Regions from separate parts of the Mus musculus genome. Here regions 1 and 2 are each linked to region 3. The links are chromatin contacts, called in public promoter capture Hi-C maps. All regions are on one chromosome and are shown on one strand. Each heading gives the region's core, a stretch centred on a gene start, on an enhancer-like site or on the middle of the called end of the contact. The rest is flanking DNA. Distances are from core to core; before and after follow the strand shown.

Region 1 (2,700 bases), core at 162-2,661, 150 kb before region 3:
TTATTTTATATTTTTCAGATTCAGGAAGTCTGAGTGATACCTTTGTGTTGTTTACAGATCTTCCAATGTGAGATATTTTGTTTGAGTAGCCTGAATAACTCAAACACCAGATGAGAGCATTACCTCCAACTGCAAAGGAGATCATTATGTCAGCCTCTCCTTCAGAGATCCTGGAGAAAGTGAGTGGGGTCACCTCCTCCCAGACCTTCAAAGCTTTCTCAATGGCAGAATCCACACTCTGTCTTGGCAAATCTGGTGTATAATTCACAATCCTGGATAAGAGAAATCAAAGAAGGTAATCTTTGCTTCTGTGATGCTCCTGACACATTTATAACGCTGTGTGAAAACTCTGGAGCCATTACCTGTAGGTGATGTGGGATTTCCTCCATTTTGGCGAACCTGGGAAGGTACTGAAGCCACCAACATCAGGAACACCACACCTGGGCTTGTGCATCAGCTCCATAGTGTTGGAGTCCAGCTTCCCTGTCATCTCCAACCCGAGGAACTTCTGCATTTCTTGAATTTTTTTGACAACAGGACTACTGTCCTTTCTTTTGAAAATTTGTTTCTCATTTTTTTTAAAGTTGTAGTATTTTTCTAGGTATTGCTAGTGGAGAAACAAGCATAGTTTTAAAGAGGTTGCTATGAAATGTAAACACATACACAAATCTCAAGATCTATTTTAATCATTCCCAGTTTAGTGAAACACAAGTAGATGTAGTGCTTCATTTGATTTTTTTCCTGCAAAAATCCCTCATTTTATTATTTCATTGCAATTTAATTTGCTACCAAAGCAAGGAAGTCGGCATAAATGTATGAGCACATTAAATGGATGTATCTAAGTTTTCTATTTCCATTATTAACACAAACCTGTCAATGTTGAGTGTTGTTGGATAAATTCATTTTTTTTCACAAATGAAAAATTAGAGTATTCTTTGCTTCTTGAAGTTGTAGGAGATAAATATTATCATGCCCTCCCTCCTAAAGTATCTTAAATAGCATAATTCCAGCACAGGAGTGAGCTCATCCATTCCCAGTCTCCCCACTTCGGCTGCTGTCATTGTTATTTACCCCCAGTAACTGCGATTCCTTCCTTCCCTTTTCACTTTTCGGTGAAGATGGAGTTTCTACCTCTTACACTTGGATATTTTCCAACACAACTTCTAACTAACTCAACTACTGCTGCTGGAAGACCAAAGGGCAAGGCTGTGCCTCCACTTTGGTTGAAGCGGATCCCCACCACTGACTGATTACCTGAGCAAGATCCATGCTTGGGTGGCCTTGTGTCACTGCCCCATGCAGAGGATACGCTGAGCAGATTGGTAGGCTCAGCAGTGCCAGGATGGCTAGTGGCTCCATACAGACAGTCTTTACTTTAAAAACCGATCCTTCTCTAGCACCTGGTTTCCATATCTTCCCTTTAGTGGCCACTCTTTTATAGGGAGTCGGTGTTTAGGTCACTAAGCATGACTCACATGGGTGCTATTTTTAATCCAAATGACTACAAGAACATTCATAAGATGAAGAGAGAATAGCTTACATCAGTGAATCCCTCAACCTAGTAAACTTGAAAGAATGCTTAATCTCAAGGATGTGGCTTCTGTGTTTACAAAGAGGAAAAGGGACTGTCTGGGTAATTAATATTTGCAAAATGTTTAGATATTTTGAAAGCAGTGTAATTTTTAAAAACATGCCTTAGGCTTACATACATTCAGGCAAGGAGTGAATAGTTTAATGGAAAGAGATTGCAAAGTGAATGTAAGGACTGCTGTCTAGGAAGCTATAATGGCAGAAACTCCATTGCTGGAGTCCTTGGGTAAGAGGTATTTCCAGCCCTGGGGTAAGAGTACTCTGAGAAAGCAGTCAATACGGAGGAGGAAATGTACAGAGGTAAGAAGCTTGGGGCCCACCTACTCTCTGTTTCAGAATAATTGCTATAAGCATATACTGGCTCCATAAAGACGTGTCAAATGGAAATCAGTTAATTAACTATTAAATGAAAATATTCTTCCTACCTCTGTCCTCCTCTTCCTAAACCAGGAGGCTTTGAGGCCTTTGAGCCACAGCTTGGATGAGGGATGTGTACACTAGGCCAGCCAAGTCAGCTTGTGGCTTAGTGTAGGCACTACACAGAGAATATGCCAACCTAAAATTCAGAGAGGCAAAGAGGCTGACAGACTGAACCATCAGCTAGACTTGAGCAAGTATGTAATTTTATCCCGTGATTGCTTTCCCTATGGAAAACAAACAAGGTCTTGGTTTTATGTGTACTTCATGCGGGCAGCAAGTGCCTTTTTACTTTATTCCTGGGTTATTAGCTGATAGGGCTTGTTAGCAGGACAGATTGCTAACTGCCTGAGGTGCTGAGTCGACTCATTCTGAGATGCCTCATATTCATTTGAATCATTCCTTTGTTGTTGGTGGCACATCCTGCTGATGGTTCTTGTTGATCAGAGTTATGATTTTGACTGTGGTTGACTAACCATGAAAGGGTGTGCCTTGCAGGAGTGATTTTGGTGGATAAAAGAACTCTACTTTAGGCCACCACACCTGAAGGAGATTAATAACTTGGGGGTAATGGAGTCCTGTTTATTTTTAAGTAAGTTATTATTTATTAAATGTACCGAATATTTATAGAGTAAAACAAGCAGGCTTATGCAGTTCATTAAGGCAAAGTGGAATCCTAGAACAGAGCTCTTT
Region 2 (2,708 bases), core at 170-2,669, 210 kb before region 3:
TGAGGACTTTTCTGCTTAAAAATTCTTTCACTAAATGGAGAGAGGGTTTAATCACCCTCACAGAGAAATGGAGGGTTCAAGAACCAAAGGGAAGGTGACAGTACAGGTCCTGGCTTACTGCAATGGCTTTCAAATGAGAACTGGTCATTTAAAAGATGTTTGGGGCAACAGCAGCATTTCATTTACCAAGATAAGATCTTGTAAGCCACTCTCATTCACAAGTGTTGACATGCCAGTCAATGGTAAGGTCTCTTTACCTTGCCATGTGTAGCCTATGTATATATACTGTGCTTCGTATGTGACTACCTGGTTATTTGGAGGTGACAGAGAGCAGAGCTTGCACTTTGAGATGTGGCAGGTGTGGGCAAATCCCAGCACTGTTCTTTGTCTCCAACATCACAGTCATTGTGATACTTAGAGGAGTGGCACCTGCAAAGTGAACCCAGCCCACCCTCAGTACGAACTTAGGGGCTTCTGTGCCAGGCACAAAAATGATTGCGAGAAAAGAGCAAGAATTATGCTTTCCGGAAATTTCAATACTAAGAAAACTATGAACAAGAAATTGGTGATTACATTCTCTTGCATAAAAAAGTGGCCTTTTTTTATACTATAAAACAAGAGAGATGCTAAACTTCCAAAGTTTAATAAACAGTCCTGGAAAATCTGATTAACAATGTGTTAATTTTAATTAATTATAACCCCCCATTTCCATCTATCGTCTCTATATGAAAGTATTTTTGGCTGCAGAAAACTATCCATACAGGAAGCGGTGGGCAGGTCATAATTTGACCTCCCCACAGCCCCCACCATTTTTTTAGTGTTGGGATACCAGCAAGTATTCTATCACTCTAGCACTGGCCTATAGAGCGTGGAACAACTGGGTTACAGGTATACTGGAAGAGAAAAAATTAGGTAGGCAACTCAGTTCATTTTATAAATAAAATATTCTCTCTGAAAAGGCTCCAGCTGCAGCTGGCCTGACAGTAGTGTTCCTTGGGCTTGAAAACACCCAGCTGTCTTCATGTCTACATTTTCCAGGGCCAGGCCTTGACCACGTGGAGTCTTTCAAGTCTCAGAAAGTGATGCTGAGCCTTGGCAAACCCATGCGAAGAATCTCTTTCTGTCCTTCTAGACTAAGAAGGGAAAGCCACCCTCAGAATTCTGTAACCACCGGCAAATCAACTGTGATAGACAGCCCATTTACCTCAGCAGTTTTTATATTTTTCTCTTCCAGGTGTTCAGGTACTGGGAAGGCATTGGCAAGCTGTGTGTGGAGGAAGATCAGTAATGGAAGTGTCTTCAGGCGAAACATAATCTTATCTTCCAAGACAACCTCTCCTGCCTTCCTCTGCCCCTCTGGCAAGTGCCCTCAAGCTCACAGCATCCCCTGCCAATCACTGCTCTTGTCTGGTCCCTTATAAAGCTACATCTTGAGCAACTTCTGCCTAAGCAGTATGAGGCAACATAGCTAACCGCACTCTGACAGTTCTTCAATGTTAGAATGTGATTTGGAACCTAGAAGTGGGGGAGTCATTCAACAAAGCAAGAGGATGGATCGCTACTTTTGTAAACTGTCAGGGTGAGGTGGCTGGCACGGGGGCTACAGTCTTCCAGTTTCTGTCTGTGTGTAATGAGGAAGTTGTGCTAGTTAATCGGGGCAATATTTTAAGAATGTTCAGCGATCATCTTGGGAAGCGGTGGCACACCTGTAAGACTTCTGTTTCTAAGCCACCACTGCTGCCTGATAGCGTGTGCCAAAGCAGGCTTTGTGTGGGGACCAAAAGCAGCATCTAGAGATGATGGCTTTGTTAGGAAAGTACTTGTCACACAAGCATGAGGGCCTGAATTTGATTCTCAGCATGCAGGTAAAAAACTGAACTTAGTGGTACATGAGTATAATCTCGGTCCTGGTCTGTGCCAGGCAGGGGGTGTTTGCAGCTTATTGGCCAGTCAACCTAGTCTACTTGGTAAGTTCCAGGCTAGTTAGAGACCCTGTCACAAAACAAACAAACAAATCCCACTTACAGCACACACAAAACATGAACATTCACTTTTAAATAAATGCACACGTCCATATACATACGTAAACAGCAGCTTCTGTGTGGCATGACTGCTATAGATGTACTAAAACATTCACTATAAGGTGGGTTTTTCCAGAGAAAGGACAAAGATAGTGATAGTTAAGACGAAAACTAACATCTGTTGTACTTACAATGTTTCAAACATGTTAATGACAACTAAATGCCCTATTCTCATACAGCTTTCAGAGCAACACACTATTGCTATAATTTTGCAGGAGAGGCAGAGGCTGGAAGACTAGGAAAGGCACATGCTCACTTTGCATAGGACTCAAGCCCATGAGTATGGTGAGAGAAACAGAGCCCATCCTATACCAGGCTCTAGTTCATCAACCTGCTATTTGAATCCAGGCTGGACCATCAGTAACTGTGGGCTCACAGCAAGTGGAAAACTTTGGCCTACATCCAGGGACAAAAGGACAAGGGAGAGAAGGAGATAGATGTCTCAGACATCCCCAGAGTGCTAGGAGGGTGAGTGAAGGCTTCCAGATGATGTGGTGACACAGGGCACTGGCTCTCTTCCTGCCTGCCTGTCTTCACGATCTAACTCCTGTTCTTCATTCTTGAAAGAAGTAGTTCACAGACTATGTTTTATTCTCAGCCCCTAAAATGAACTTTAAAAATGAATTT
Region 3 (2,700 bases), core at 121-2,620:
CATTATTGCCAGAGTTGAGTTGTCCAGTTGCCCAGTTGCTTCTAGCCCAAAGAACTGCTGCATTTCCTGGAGTTTTTCTTTTAGGAAGTTTCTATTGGTTTTTGTTTTTGTCATTGGAATTCTGTCCTTTCCATAATCATAAAATCTTGACAAGTACCACTAGATAAAACACAAGCATTGCACACGGTTGTATGCAGCCAGGTTTCTGCTGGGAACCCTGCAAACATGGTCAGTAGTATACTGATATTCTAGAACCAGGTATTTTAATCACAGGCTACATTATTATTATTATTATTACCTAGGGAATCAATTATAAGGAGGAAAAAATAATTTCCTACGCTATTTAAAACATAAATGATTAGTCAGATTACCAAAATTCCAGAGGAAGAACTATTTATTATTCTCCTTCTTCAGACCTGCTTCTAGGTTTTTAAGGAGCCATTTTAGCATCTAGTATATACGGGTACTTGATTGGGGAAGGTAGTTTAGTGGTACAGCAATTATCTAGCATGCTAGCAGGTCTAGGGTTAGTCCCCAGCAGTGGGAAAATCTTGACACAGTAGAAAACTTGAATGAATTCAAAGTAATAATAATGTTAGAAAATAGAGCCAGCTGCTGAGGAGGGCGATACAGAAGGGTCATCTGAGCCCACAAGTTCAAAACCAGACTAGACAACACAGTAGGATTCTGTGTAAAAAAGGAATATATATATAATTTTAGAAAATAGATGTTCAAGTTTTTTTAATTAGAAAAAGGTAAAATTTCACATCTTACTTAAAATACTTATGAATAAATATATGAGATAAATCGCAGAGAGAACATGCTGTAACTATCATAAAATCTTGAAGTGGTCACATGGACTAAGCAAAGTCCAAATCTTGCATTATTACTGGATATTAAACTACTACCTCAAATAAAAGACAAATGGAGTGAGAGACCAATACACAACACTCTATTAGAAATGTAATCTAATTATATTGAGCTAAAGTAATTTAGCCAAAGCTTTTTGTAGATGGTACAATTATTCACCAGTTTAATGACATTCTTTCATCTTTATAATCCTCTCTGGAAAACAAAACATGGTAACAAGAGAGAATCTGTACTGATTTTCAAATCGAATCACACTTTTCAACATACTATTTGCAAATTCAGCAACTATTAAAGATACAGTCAGGCTGGACCAGAGCAATGCTGTCAATACTTACTTCAGCAAATTCACTGTCATTCATGGGAGCAGCCCCACAGGCAGATACCTGTAAGAACACAATCATCATGAGAAATTTCATTGTGCAGACTCCTTTCAGCAGAGTGCAGCTCATCAACCTGTTCCCTCCGACTGCAAGTTCCCTTAAAGCCCCACTTTATATAACCCTAGTACCAGGATCTGTGACCATGAAATCCTCTATCTGACTCACTGTTGATGTCATCCCTTGATTTACTTCAGAATCATGTGAAGTAACAGCAGGTCAAACCATTGTCTAATTCATCACTCATCTCTGTACCTCTCTGTTTCTTACAAATGACCGGTAAATCTTAACTTCCACCTACTTCTACCTGAAGGTAAGACAAAACATCGATAACACAGTAGCCAAAAATACAAACAGAACTCCATTAGCAGAGTTTTGGAAAGCTTGGTATCGACAACTCTCTTTATAATTTATAATATAGGTAAAGTGCTTTAAAGTAAAATTTTAAAAAATGTGTGAAGAAAATATTTTTGCTAGAATACATCAATCCTTTATTTGTTTAAATATCAGAGAAAATTTGTACAATGAGCATGCTTTGATGTTTGCTCTATGTGCAGGCTTGGGTTCTTATATGGATTGAGACTTTTACTCATGGAAGCTGAAATCCAATCCTGACAGGTTGTCTGGGGAGATTCTGGAACTTCGTTCCTCATCTTTCATGCTATTGGAGTTCAGCACTTGCAGCTATGTTGTGAAAGACTTCCTTTCTTTCTGCCGCCTCTCCATTTCTTTCCCCCATGAAGTGTTTAAAGAATAGAAACATTCAGAAATCAAGGATTAAAACTCCCAAAGTACAATTTTGGAATGAGGCTGCTGTGTGGGCAGAGGCTCTGTTCAACACTCACTTAATCCCACCACATGCAGAGTCTACATGAAGAGCCTAGTGCATAGGTATGTGAATGGGTTATAATTTAGACTTCCAATTTCCCTGAATTCAGACATGCTGTCTACTTCCTAGTGTTAATTTTAATTCATCTTTTAGGGGCCATGAAATGATTCAGCAAGCAAAGGCACTTGCTCCCGAAGCTGACGAGCTGAGTTTGATCTCCTGGATGCGACATGGTGAGAACAGATGACTGGAAGTTGTCATCTGGTTTCTACAGGCCTACTATGCAATGCATGTACACAGAGACGTGCACAAGAAACAAACACAAACAAACAAACACACACACACTTAGCTTTAGGTGATCATGCAAAACAACAGATCCAGTAGAGTTTATAGGTGTCCTGTGCCTTGTGATCATTTGTTTTCCTTTTCTTCTAAGATAGGAAGAGGAATCCCCCTGCCCCTGTACTATCCCTGATACTTACCAAATCTTGCCTCTTTTTACGTGAGTGGCTTGACTCTAGGTTCCACTTGAGATGAGAACTATTTAACTATTTAACTTCCTTATGCTCTTGTGACAGTTAAATGAGACAGTGACTTATGCGTGCTGGTGACAGGAAAGCTGCT

What was found. Promoter capture Hi-C pulls out the DNA fragments that hold promoters and counts their contacts.
Region 1: a promoter capture Hi-C map of stem cell-derived epiblast-like cells shows a contact between it and region 3, with 5 times the contacts expected there. The contact joins the promoter of Mmp10 here to the promoter of Mmp12 in region 3. A contact is called at or near these places in 23 of 39 promoter capture datasets (the 3T3-L1 cell line, 3T3-L1-derived adipocytes, the C10 cell line and 15 more), 2 of 115 datasets of contacts at active chromatin or transcription factors (CD8 T cells and large pre-B cells) and 4 of 9 other capture datasets (adipose tissue, liver, macrophages and 1 more).
Region 2: a promoter capture Hi-C map of embryonic stem cells shows a contact between it and region 3, with 4 times the contacts expected there. The contact joins the promoter of Mmp8 here to the promoter of Mmp12 in region 3. A contact is called at or near these places in 23 of 39 promoter capture datasets (the 3T3-L1 cell line, 3T3-L1-derived adipocytes, the C10 cell line and 14 more), 7 of 484 Hi-C or Micro-C datasets (the HPC-5 cell line, bone marrow-derived macrophages, embryonic fibroblasts and 3 more), 5 of 115 datasets of contacts at active chromatin or transcription factors (acute myeloid leukemia, bone marrow-derived dendritic cells, bone marrow-derived macrophages and 1 more) and 4 of 9 other capture datasets (adipose tissue, bone marrow-derived macrophages, liver and 1 more).

The regions. Positions count from the first base shown.
Region 1 is chr9:7,501,053-7,503,752 of GRCm38.p6, reverse strand. Mmp10 (matrix metallopeptidase 10) reads right to left here and starts at 1,411. Exons shown (of 10, transcript NM_019471.3): 1 at 1,255-1,411; 2 at 363-607; 3 at 124-272. The coding sequence starts at 1,359.
Region 2 is chr9:7,557,140-7,559,847 of GRCm38.p6, reverse strand. It overlaps Mmp8 (matrix metallopeptidase 8), which reads right to left and starts at 1,419. Exons shown (of 10, transcript NM_008611.4): 1 at 1,205-1,419. The coding sequence starts at 1,312. Gm31751 (a long non-coding RNA gene) reads left to right here. Exons shown (of 4, transcript XR_379096.3): 4 at 1,235-2,676.
Region 3 is chr9:7,346,044-7,348,743 of GRCm38.p6, reverse strand. Mmp12 (matrix metallopeptidase 12) reads right to left here and starts at 1,370. Exons shown (of 10, transcript NM_008605.3): 1 at 1,206-1,370; 2 at 1-159. The coding sequence starts at 1,319.